Linked DNA regions of Sus scrofa: region 1 is linked to region 2. A link is a contact called in public Hi-C data. All regions are on one chromosome and are shown on one strand. The core of a region is the stretch at or near the end of the contact, and the rest is flanking DNA. Distances in the headings are between cores, read along the strand shown.

Evidence for each region. Hi-C and Micro-C count contacts between places; a contact is called where the count stands out from the background.
Region 1: a contact with region 2 is called in a Hi-C map of liver, with 4 times the contacts expected there. The contact joins the promoter of OTUD7B here to the promoter of GABPB2 in region 2. A contact is called at or near these places in 1 of 47 Hi-C or Micro-C datasets (liver) and 1 of 2 datasets of contacts at active chromatin or transcription factors (alveolar macrophages).

What each region holds. Positions count from the first base shown.
Region 1 is chr4:99,052,185-99,058,698 of Sscrofa11.1, reverse strand. It overlaps OTUD7B (OTU domain-containing protein 7B), which reads right to left and starts at 4,273. Exons shown (of 12, transcript XM_001925669.7): 1 at 3,959-4,273.
Region 2 is chr4:98,159,598-98,165,799 of Sscrofa11.1, reverse strand. GABPB2 (GA-binding protein subunit beta-2) reads left to right here and starts at 1,845. Exons shown (of 9, transcript XM_005663482.3): 1 at 1,845-2,192.

The sequences.
Region 1 (6,514 bases), core at 3,024-5,523, 890 kb before region 2:
CGCAGCTTGGGTTGGACACTGCTGTGGCTGTGATGTAGGCCAGCAGCTACAGCTCTGATTCAACCCCTAGCCTGGGAGCCTCCATATGCCACAGGTGCAGCCCTAGAAAATGCAAAAAGACAAAAAAAAATAAAAATAATGCATTTTCAAACCAAGAAATTTCTTAAGTCCTGAATCACCTAAACTAGTGCTCCCTACAATAGCAGAGATAACTGAAAGTTAAGTGCACTTGAAACATGACACTGTCCTTACCAAAAGCTCTTAAAGAGAATCCTGCCATAGTCTTGTGACATCCCCACAGGTTGGTACAATGTGAGACAGGCACAAGCAGAGCTCAGCATAGTCAGTAAGGTGTGTGAATACAAAAACTTCTACAGGGAATCATATGTCTCCTGGCTGATCCCTTTAGGCCAGGATGGCCTAGAAGAAAAACAGGACAGTCACAATGTACTGGTGCCTGCATGACTCCTTGTCCCTGAGTTCCTGGACCAGAGGGCTCAATACTTCTTATTAAATCTATTCTTTGTTTAAGGACCTACAATGACTCTATTGACCCGTTCATCAACACCCAACAGAGTCTGGCGTCTGATTTCCCTCCACCCTTTTGCCTGCTCTACCCATGACTTGATCAACCCACATTCTCTCCAGTCATTCCCATTTATTCTCCCCACAAACACAACTTAGTCATTCATACCATCATTTCACACTGTACATTCTATATTCCCAGAAGATCTTTTATTTCCTTTTACTCCTAACACAGAATAACTATTTCATTTACTTGAATGTTCACACATATTATATAGATAAAGATGGAGAAGTAAATTGTCCAAGGTCACTTTAGTAAAAAACAGAACCACAACTTGAACTAAGGTCCATCTAACTCCATAGCCCATGTCTCATAATGAATCTAATCCATAGCCTCCTAAATCCATTTCATATCTGACTGACTCAGAAATTTTACCTAATTTACCTCATTCTTACTTTGTTACTTCAAGGTTTCTAGTCTTTATACTTCATCTGTAGCAGGTTAAACTTGGTTTTGTTTATGTTTTTCCCTAAATGTTAAAGCTTATAATAATAGCCTGCCTTCCCAGTTACATACTGCCTTCCCCAACACCACCTTTGTCCCAAGGGCAAGAACACCTGTTTTTAGATCATTTATATCTCCCCAAAGCCTGTTACCAGAGCTTGGAGACTGCCTTATCCAGAGGAGTGTTCAATCATTATTTGGTAAGGATTTATTAATATTAATAGATGATTTATCATATTTAAAAAACCCCAATTCAGGCATTCATAATAAAATTGTCCTGCATCTACATTCCAGTTATATAGATTTTAATTATCTGCTTTATCAGGGGCTGTTAAGAAGATTCCACAGTCTGCCATTCCACAACTCCTAAGTATGCATAGGAAAGATACTGCTGAAGTCACACTTCAAAGCATTGTTTCACGATTTTTCCCTTGATGGGATCAACGTCTGGGGTAAGGAGAAGGGGTGCTCCCTTATAATGTCCTCTGTCAGCATACTTAGCATGCTTGAGACATTCAGCTCTAAAACTTTAACAAGTGGCACTTAGTGTCCCCATAATAACCAGAAAACTTATTTTTAATACAGAGTTCTTCCATCATAATTCACTTGGTTACATATGTTGAATCTCAAAATCCCAAACTAAGCTTTCTGAGAACTGGAACTAGTGGTGGGTTATTGGGCTGCCCTACACTTATTCTTAGATTTTATTCACTCCTTCAATTCCCATACCCACCCCCAACCCCTGGAATAACATACGTAGTTCAACTAGGGAAAGTTGCTAAATACAAATATAAACAGAATTTGCTAGATATCATCACTAATATTGGCACCAACCAACTCACAAATTAAAATAATTATCGACAGTCAACAGACTCTGGGATCCCAAAAGAAAAAGATTAAGGAAATAAAGCTTCAGGAGAATTTCCAAGCTGCTGGCAACATAACTACACCAAAGTCCAACTAACATTTAACATTCATTACTGGTCAGCCTGCCTTATACAAGTCAGTAGACAGTCCTTTCTTTGGCAAAGGTTTACTTTTTTTTTTCCCCACAAGGGAGTCTTTGGCATTAAATGAAAGGGATAAGTCAAAGCAAGCATCAACAACAACAAAAATAGTAGGAGTTTGGAAACTATCTTCCTTCCATCTTTCCTTCCTGCTTGAATACGTAATGTCCAAAGTGTGTATCTGTTCAGTTCTAAATTATTCATGTTAACGGATGATTATCGGTAGAAAGGTGCTGATAATCCAAATGGAAAAAAAAAATCAAAAAATAGTCTATTTCAGTTTTGGAATATCTTTTCAGCATATTTATCTTCTCAATTATTCCTAGTATGAGCTAATATTTGTATTCATTTGTAATCTCTAAGTACATAGTAACTGGCCACTAACTCAGGGAGGTGCTCCAAAGCATGCTGGGTAGCTAGTGGAAATTAGAACAGACTGGCATTCGGCTTCCAGATGAGCAACACCATTTCATTTATTTTACAGTACTGTTCAGCTTTCAAAATATCAACAGACTAGCACAGCAGGTTGATTACTAAACTTGAAAAGAAAGGCTCAAAGAACAATGAGGACAAAGAGTATAATTGTTTGCCTATAATGTATTCATTTGTAAATTATGCAAAGCAAATGTTTAATTACTAGTCTCATTCTCCCTAACCACCCAGCGTACGTCCTGTTGTCTTCTCCATCCCATCAGGAATACAATCCCATTTACTGGGAAGGAAATTTTCTGGTTTTTAGATTAGCTACCTTTTTGGACTAGCCTTACCACTACCTCTTCTCTCTACTTTGTCCTTTCTCACTTTAGAAATAGGTTGAAAGACAAAGGGCGCCAGCGTCCTCCAAGATCTAAATACAAAGTATGAGAAGCCAAAGACTGAACAATTACCAGCTTCTATATTTTCTAAAAAGTATTTTATGCATATATGTACTAAAACGAAAAGTCCTGCTAATTTTTGTTTTTGCATTCATGAAAACTCCCTGAAGAGCTCGGGAGAATCTCAACATAAAATTTCACCAGTTTCTTTTAACTTAATTTTTATATCTGTACTCTGCCCAGAGAAGCAACCGAAGTTCTAGAGACAGACTACCAAGGCATAGACGGAAAGAGGGGGTTAGAAAAAAAGAGAGAGGGAAAGAAAGAGGGAAAGAGAGAGACTCAGAGCGCTGTTCCTTGTGAGCCGACAAGCTAAAAATACGCCGGCCCAGTAAACAAATCCCATTCCATCCCGACCAGAGCCACACCGTTAACCTAGTAATTATGAGAAGAGGAGTGAGATCACGCAGCCCCCGGCTTACTCATCATCAGCTTCTAAAGTTTCCATCGGGCTCACAGCAACTTTTCTTTTTTCTAAAGTTCATAAGCCTACCGTAGAATCAGTCATTCTCCCTCCCTCCCTCTCACACTCACACACACACACACACACACACACACACACACTTCTTTTTCGCTCCCTTCCTCCATTACTGGACGCACCTCAGTTTGGCTATCCTTAAGGGAGAACAAGCTTGTTTTCATTCTACTTTTATATTGAGACTTTAAAATGAACTTTATCCTACTATGAGAGTAGTAGCCTGCACTCCTAACCACCTTAAAAGTCCACCATCCCTCTCCGAAAGTCTAGCTGATAAGGGAGGACCGTCCGAACTGCCCAGCAGTTGAGGAAGGGAGGCCAAGAATGGGGAAGGAGGGCTGGATCGCGGGACGCAGGTGAAAGGGAGGAGTAACGAGGGAAAGGTTGGGACGAAGCAAGGCACAGTAAGGGCGAGGAGGGGGTGCCGAGAGGAGAAGGCTCTGGGTGAAATATAATCAGAAAGGAGAAGAGGGACCGTGGCGATCAGAGGGTCAGAGTTTGGGAGTCTGAAGAGGCGGGAGGGGCGGGGGCAGACGGGGGAGGGTGACAGGGAGGGGGGCTCCGTTACCCTCGCGACTCCCGGGGCAAGGCCCTAGGCCGGGGCGGAGCGCGGGGCCCGGCTGCCTCTCCTCATTCCACGGCAGTGACCCCGGGGTCCGGCCGGCCCCTCCCCCGACGACGATGGAGTCGGAGGCGGCGGCGGAGAATGCGACCGCGGTTGTTGCTCCGCACAGGATCAGGAGCTGGAGCCAGACGGGACTGATCCGGACTGGCCTCCCCCAGTGGCTTTTTGCCTGCTCCACACTCGGTCGCCACTCTGACTCCGGCGGCTGGTTCAGGATCGTTGGTTTTCGGCCGTCCGGCCGGAAACAAACGCCGGTTTCCGGCCGGAGCGGGTTGGTGGTGACACCCAAGCGGCCCCGGGCCTCCTGCGCCCCGCCTCGCCCCGCCCGGCCCCGCCCCTTGGGAGCCCCGCCCTTAGCGCCGCTCCCTCGGCCTAGGCCAGTTTGGCGCTTGCCCGGAGCGTGACCCCGTGTTTTCCTGGCGCGTGTTCCCAAAGCCCCTGGTCTGCAGAGTTCTTGAACCAGAGCTGGAGAGGTACAGGGTATACCCTCGAGACTTTGAGGTGGAGTCGTTTGGACACAGCCCTTTGGGAAGCAGAGAGAGGAGGGGTAGTTCTAGGAAGGTGAGAGGGATGAGAATACTTTAGAAAGAGAAGACTGAAATTCTAGTTACTCTACGCAATCACTCTGGACTGACCAGAGGGAAATGAACAACGCTTCTTCCAGACCCGTCTCCACCCAGTTATGCACGCTTCATCCACTCATGAACTGAACATACCTTTCCCTATAAACACTCAATATTTATTTACTTGCCTAACGAGGATACCCTATTGACATTTCTGCCTTAGACTCTTAGCCCAATCAAAACAAGTTATGTAGTGCTTTTTTTGGTAATGCCTTTTAACAGCCTTGCAGCATAGTTCAATTCTCAAATACTAATTGAGTCCCTACTATGTGCAAGGCACTGTGCTCATTGATATTGGGAACACAAAAATGATTGACAAAATCCCAGGCATCAAGGATCTTAACACTTTAGTAAAATGCATCAAACTATTACATAAGGCGGAACTCTTATCAGTGCTGTGTGGGTTATAAAGACCTATGACTGTGAGAACATAACCTTTGCCTGACACACAGCAAACCTCCCATATTTGTTGAATGAATAAAGATTTGAAGAATGTGGACAGTTTCAAGTAAGAAGAGCCATTTCGTTAATACCTCTTTATGACAAACACAAAATGGGACCAGTCCCTGCTATAATCTGACCAAATAAATCCAAAATTTTAATTCATATTCCTAACATTGTGACAACTGGCTTGCATGTTCAAAATGTTTATTATCTAAATTGTGCTCCTTAGGCCTATTTAAAAGCAAATATTATAGTCAACTTTTCTGTCCCCTCATTAGATTCTGAAGTCCTCAGTTTCTAAAGGGAAGCCGTTTAGAATTACCCAGCTCAAGATAGAAAATTGACATCTGAAACAGGAAACTTCCTAGACAGCTATGTCTCTTGGGAATATCCTGAGTTTAGAGGTAAGGATTTAGGGCTGGGCCTAGGGTCATACCAAGGCCCAGCAGGAAAGAGTGCCTTGCATGAAGCATGCCCAGGAAGCATGCTCTGGGTTGGCAGGCAGAGCCATTTGGTCTGGGCTTCAAGTATATGGGAACTACAAATTTTAGGTATTGTTCAGTGGCAAATTTGAGGAGGAGTAGAATGAGGCTTGATCACCTAAATTAATTGTCACCAAACTCTGTTGATCACTTCCACCCCTTGCCAGCTAAGTCTGAGGTGAGAGGAAAAGCCCACAGGTAAGGAGCCTCAAAAATCCAAAGCTGGAGTTCCTGCTGTGGCGCAGTGGATTAAGAACCTGACTGCAATGGTTCAGATCGGCGTAGAAGTATGGGTTTGATCCCTGGCCCTGTGCAGTGCGTTAAAGGATCCAGCTCAAATTCAGTCCCTGGCCCGGGAACTCCCATATGCCACAGGTGTGGACATTGAAGAAAAAAAAAGAAATCTAAAACTGTCTTGTTTCACCAAGGCTGTCCCAGGACCAGGTTATGCCCATCCATTAACTATGTCTTTTTAGTTTTAACTCCACTACTGCAGGCTGATTAGGACCAGGTATGGAGTTCAAAGGCACTCTCCATCCTCAGTACAAGGCAGACTTTTACTTTTGGCAGTGACTACAAAAAGTTTCCAAATTTGAAAGCTGGGCCAAGTTGCCGGTCAAACCCATTTAAGTGACCACACTTTACAGGCTTGCCTGGAAATTTAGGGGCCAGGAAGTGATGGGGTTGCAGTTGCTTTGTGCCTGTTTCTTGCTCTGCCCATCCATCACTCATTGTTGTTTGTGCAGTTGCTCAATGGGCTGCTTGTTTTGGGTCAGCGCAGGCTGTGTGGGTAGCAGTGTGGTCAGCTGGGCTGGGAGCCAGGCCACCTGGGTTCTGGTCCCAGCTCAGCCAGCTCCTAATCCATTAAGTGACTCCCTATTCCTCTGTGTCAGTTTCTCTGCCTAGAAACCGGGAAACTCTTCTGTAGTGATGTGCAGCCAGTCAGGCTG
Region 2 (6,202 bases), core at 596-3,095:
TTTTTCTTAAGACCACACCAGCAGCATAAGGAAGTTTTCAGGCTGGGGGTCGAATTGGAGCTGCCGGCCTATACCACAGCCACAGAAACACTGGATCCAAGCCACATCCTCCACAACGCTGCAGCTCAGAACAATGGATCTTTAGCCCACTGAGCTAGGCCAGGGATTGAACCCACATCCTCATGAATACTAGTCCCCTGCTGAGCCACAGGGCAACTCCAACTCAAAATTATTTAAAGTGTTTTGGGAGAAAGCTGTAACCAGCCACTCTTGTGCTTGCCCAATAACGAAGTATTTGAGGTAATAATGCTAGATGCCTCAGGAGGTACCTGTGGCATTAAGTCTGCCGTTCATCATCTCAGCCTAGGTGCCTACAAAAAGAAACAAATTAACCCAAATATGTTATATGCTTATTTATAACTTGCCTCATTTAAAAAATAAACAATTTGGGGGAGTTCCCGTCGTGGCGCAGTGGTTAACGAATCCGACCAGGAACCATGAGGTTGCGGGTTCGGTCCCTGCCCTTGCTCAGTGGGTTAACGATCCGGCGGCGTTGCCGTGAGCTGTGGTGTAGGTTGCAGACGCGGCTCGGATCCCGCGTTGCTGTGGCTCTGGCGTAGGCCGGTGGCTACAGCTCCGATTCAACCCCTAGCCTGGGAACCTCCATATGCCGCAGGAGCGGCCCAAGAAATAGAAAAAAATAAATTAAAAAAAATAAAAAATAAAAAATGATAAAAAATAAACAATTTGTACTGATTTACAAATAGCTAATGGGTACCTACTATATGAGGCACTGAGCCAGACAACCTAAGGATGTAAACATGAATGAGATAAGATTTTGACCTTCAAATAAAAAGGGAAGCCGTAAATACCAGTTGGGACATTATGCCCTAAGTCCTTTAAAGAACAAGAGGAGGGAGTTCCCGTCGTGGCGCAGTGGTTAACGGATCCGACTAGGTACCATGAGGTTGCGGGTTCGGTCCCTGCTCTTGCTCAGTGGGTAGACGATCCGGCGTTGCTGTGAGCTTGTGGTGTAGGTTGCAGACGCGGCTCGGGTCCCGCGTTGCTGTGGCTCTGGCGTAGGCCGGTGGCTGCAGCTCCGATTCAACCCCTAGCCTGGGAACCTCCATATGCCGCGGGAGCGGCCCAAGAAATAGCAAAAAAAAAAAAAAAAAAAAAAAAAACCAAAAAAACAAGAGGATCTAGAGAAATCCAGAAAAGAGGGGAACCATGTAAATCTTCCCCATAGGGTTTGAAAGGCCCATCATCAACGACAAAAGCCAAAATCGAATACAAAATGGAGCAGTGATCTGTCCTTTTCTATGTCTACCTATTTTTGAAGGTCTTCTTTCCCAACTTGTCGCTGTCCTTCAGCTTACGGCGAAAGGTGGGTGCAGACAGGAATCAACTGTTTGGTAAACAAAGTGGCTAACTGGATTTGCAAACTCCCGTTCCATCCCCTTTCAGCACCTCCAACCCCCTCAAACAAGACTCCGATATCTGTTTCATTGAGTTGACAGCTCGGCTCTAGGCTCTTTACCTCTAGGCTGTAATTAGAAATGTGTCCGTCGGGCACCAGAGCTCAATTCACGCACAAATCCAGGCAACGTCCCAAACATCTTCGCCCGAGGTTGAGACAGAGAAACAGTTTCCTCTTCAACCTTAAACTGGCCCCTAAACTGGTTGCTTCTAGCTAAATGCAAACCCAAGGCAGAGATCAGTTTCTCTCAGTGGTTCGCCGGGATTCTTGGCGCCAAAACAAACCATCAGGTCCGTCCCCTACCGGAACTATATGACACGTAAGACGCGTAATCGACAATCCTCCGCCTCGCTAAATAGTCCCGTCTGAGATAACATAGATACGCACTACTTCACCTCAAAAGACTTTCGGAGAATAGAAAATGAGCCTCAGGGGTGCATCACCCTTCTGTTCGAGTGCAAATGTGGATTTTCTAACCACATTCTCTTCACAGATTCTTCCGCCAGAAATTATATTCGCCGTCTTCACTTCCGGGTCCGCCATTTTGCAGCCTCCATTTCTCCACGAGGGGGGGTTAAAGGCCCCCAAAATATGTATATATGAAAAGGCCAAAAAGTAACCATCATTGACAGGGAGCTTTAACTAGAGAAGGAAACAGGACCAAACTGGCGGGCTCGGCGAAAGCACAGCCGGCAGCGTCCCGGACGAGGAGGTAAGGAGGGAGGAGAGATGTCTGGGCTCTGGGGGGCGTCAGGGCTGGAAGGAAGACTGCCTTGAGAAGTTGCACCGCCTCCTAGCCCAGCCCCGGACCTCTGGGTGCAGACAGAGCGGCGCCCCTTCACTGGAACGGGGTTAGCTGGGGGAAGGGGACGAAGAGGAAGGGGATGCTGCCGGGAGGAAGGGGAGGGGACTAGGAGGAGGTGAAGAAGGGGGTGGGTGTAAGACCTGGGGCTGGGGAGCCGGACCGAGGGAAGGCAAGGCCACAGAGGTGACCACTAGGGGGCAGCGCGGAGCCCGATCCGGGGGTGGCCCTCTAGGCTGAGACCTTGGCTCCCTGCCACAAGTTGACTCTTCCAGAAAGACTGAACATTGCTGAGGCGCTGGGGGAGTTGTGATAGATGAGAAAACGGAGATTCTAATTCTCTGACCCGAGTGTTAGCCTTAAGATTATTAGTGAGCTCAGTAAACTGAGAAATAGCAGCAAGGGCCCCGCCTCCAGTTCTTGCAGGGTTGTTTGTACAGCTGGCGGCCCAGTGGGGACGTGTGCAATAGAAAAAGGAAAAAAGGTTGGCAAATCATGAGTTCTTCGATTTCATTTCTCCTTGCCATTAGCTTTCTCCTATTCTCACAGATTTTTTTTCCTTATTTTTTAGTTTATTGAAGTCTTGTTGCTTATAATATTGTGATAATCTCATAGATTTCCTTGAGTGAGCAGACATCATCCCATTCCTCTCCCTCTTACCAGAAGGACTTTTCTCTCTCAACTCTTTTTGTTTTTAATTTTTAAAATCAAAATGTCATGCGGAAGTTCCCTGGCCAGGGATCGAAGCCACACCACAGCAATGACCCAAGCTGCTGCAGTGACAACGGGGGATCCTTAACCCTCTGTGCCAGAAATATATTCTTTTTCGTGTTATTTTCCGTTATGGTTTATCAGAGGAAATTGATTACAGTTCCCTGTGCTACAGGGTAGGATCCTGCTATTTATCCATTCTGTATATATTAGTCTGCATCTGCTAATCCCAAACTCTCAGTCCTTCTCTCTCCCATCCCTTAGCCCCCTTGGAATCCGCAATTCTGTTCTCTATGTCTGTGAGTCTGTTTTTGTTTTATAAATACGTTTTTTGCTTTTTGGGTTCCCCCCACCCCCTAGCACTCATGGCATGCAATAGTTCCCCAGCTAGGGATCAAACCTGCACTGGCCTGTGCCAAAGCTGCAGCAACACCAGATACTTAAGCTACTGCATCACCAGGGAACTTCTGTAGTTCCTGTTGATTTGTGTCGTATTTTAGATTCTACATACTTGGTAGCATATGGTACTTGTCTTTATCTTTCTGACTTAATTCACCAAGTATGATGATCTCCATCCATTTTGCTGCAAATGGCATTATTTCTGCAAATGGCATCTTTTGGATGACTGAGTAATATTCCATTGTGTGTGTGTGTGCGCTACATTGTTATCCATTCATTTGTTGACGGACATTTAGTTTGTTTCCATGTCTTGGGTTTTGGAAATAGTGCTGCTGTGAACATGCTGGTGCAAACATCTTTTCAAAATTTTTTTTCTTTGGCCACATCTGCAGCTTATGGAAGTTCCTGGGCCAGGGATTGAATCTGAGCTGCAGCTGTGACCTATGCCAAAGTTGCAGCAACACTGGATCCATAACCCACTGCACCACAGCAGGAACTCTCTATCTTTCTGAATTATGGTTTTTTCTGGGTATATGCCCAGGAGTGAGATTGCTGGATCATATAGCAACTCTATTAGTTTTTTTTAGAAATCTCCATACTCTTTTTCGTAGTGGCTGCACCAGTTTACACTCTCACTAAGTGTGTAAGAGAGCCTGATTTTCTCCACATCCTCTCCAGCATTTATTTGTAGACTTTTCATCTCTTTTTAAAAACATCTATGGAGGGAGTTCCCGTCGTGGCTCAGTTGTTAGCGAACCCAACTAGCATCCATGAGGATGTGGGTTCGATCCCTGGCCTCCATCAGGATCTGGCATTGCCGAGAGCTGTGGTGTAGACTGCAAACACAGCTTGGATCTGGCATTGCTGTGGCTGTGGTGTAGGCCGGTGGCTACGGCTCCGATTAGACCCTTAGCCTGGGAATCTCCATATGCTGCAGGAGCAGCCCTAGAAAAGGCAAAAAGACAAAACAAACAAAAAAAGAATGGAAGTACTTTCTGATAATAGAGTACTTTGTGGTCAAGAGCTCAAGCACTCCATCAATTATTAAAACATGTTATTGAAAATTCTTGGGTGCTGGTTTGGGAAAGGGTGTGGGTTCTGTTTTTTTATTCATCTCCAGTATTCTAGGAGGCAAATTAGATGAGATTTTTGTTTCTTCTCTTTGTGTGTAGGGAAAGTGGAGGTGCATCCAGTAAGGGAGAATGTTTTTAGTAATCAAGGAGGCCAGACATGCTTATTCCTAGGCTGCATTTCTTATCTGGTAGATAATGCCAGTGTTGTCATAGTATATGATAGAACGGCACATAGTGCGCCCCAAATCCAGTTATTTTAAAAATACATTTTAGGGAGTTCCCGTTGTGGCTCAGCGGTTAGCAAACTCTGGCATCCATGAGGACCCAGGTTTGATCCCTGGCCTCACTCAGTGGGTTAAGGATCCGGGGTTGCTGTGAGCTGTGGTGTAGGTCACAGATGCAGCTCAGATCTGGTGATGCTGTGGCTGTGGCATAGGCTGACGGCTAAAGCGCCATTTCAGCCCCTAGCCTGGGTACCACCATACACCAAGAGTGTGGCCCTAAAAAGACAAAAAAAGATCCTCCCCCCAAAAAAGTATACTTTTTTTTGTTTAACATAGATGCTTCAGATTAACTAAAAAAAAAAGAGTGAGAATAGGGGGAGAAAACAACCTTGAAGAACACATTTCTATGAGACTTTTTTTTATGTTAGATAATTAATGTAACAGCCTGTTTACATTCTAATCCCAAAGTTTAACTACAATATCTTTTTTTTTTTTTTTTTTGAGGGCCGCACCCGTGACATATGCAGGTTCCCAGGCTAGGGGTTGAATCAGAGCTACAGCTGCCAGCCCATACCACAACCACAGCCACAGCAACACCAGATCCGAGCCTGGTCTTCGACCTACACCACTGCTCACAGCCATGCCAGATCCTTAACCCACTGAGCGAGGCCAGGGATCAAACTCATAACCTCATGGTTCCTAGTCGGATTCGTTTCTGCTGCACCACAATGGGAACTCCTAACTACGATATCTTTGTATGGTAAGAAATAAGGCTTTTGAGTTCCCATCGTGGTGCAGTGGTTAACGAATCCGACTAGGAACCATGAGGTTGCGGGTTCGGTCCCTGCCCTTGCTCAGTGGGTTAAGGATCCGGCGTTGCCGTGAACTGTGGTGTAGGTTGCAGACTCGGCTCGGATCCCGCGTTGCTGTGGCTCTGGCGTAGGCCAGTGGCTACCGCTCCAATTGGACCCCTAGCCTGGGAACCTCCATATGCCGCGGGAGCGGCCCAAGAAATGGCAAAAAGACAAAAAAAAAAAAAAAAAAAAAAAGACAAAAAAAAAAAAGAAATAAGGCTTTTGATGGCCTATTTAAACAATGGGAGGAAACATTTGGGTCAGTGGTCATTTAGAGGTACTGATGCACAGACTCATAAAGAAAAGTGATAAAATTAATGTATATATGGAGTTCCTGCTGTGGCACAACAGGATTGGCTTGGCAATGTCTTGGGTGTACCAGCTAGCACAGTGGGTTAAGGATCCAGTGTTGATGCAGCTGTGGCTTAGGTCACAACTTCGGCTCGGGTCTGATCCCTGGCCTGGAAACACTATATCCCTCGGGGCGGCAAAAAAAAAAAAAAAAAAAAATTAACGTATGTATGAAAGCAGACTATAGTGGACAAAATTGATGGTTCAGAAAAATTTTGCTGGAGTTCAAGTACTAAAAACACCAGTTACAGTGGGATAAGATCAGTTTATTTAAAGGATCTGGTTTTCCACAGGTATCAGCTTCCCAG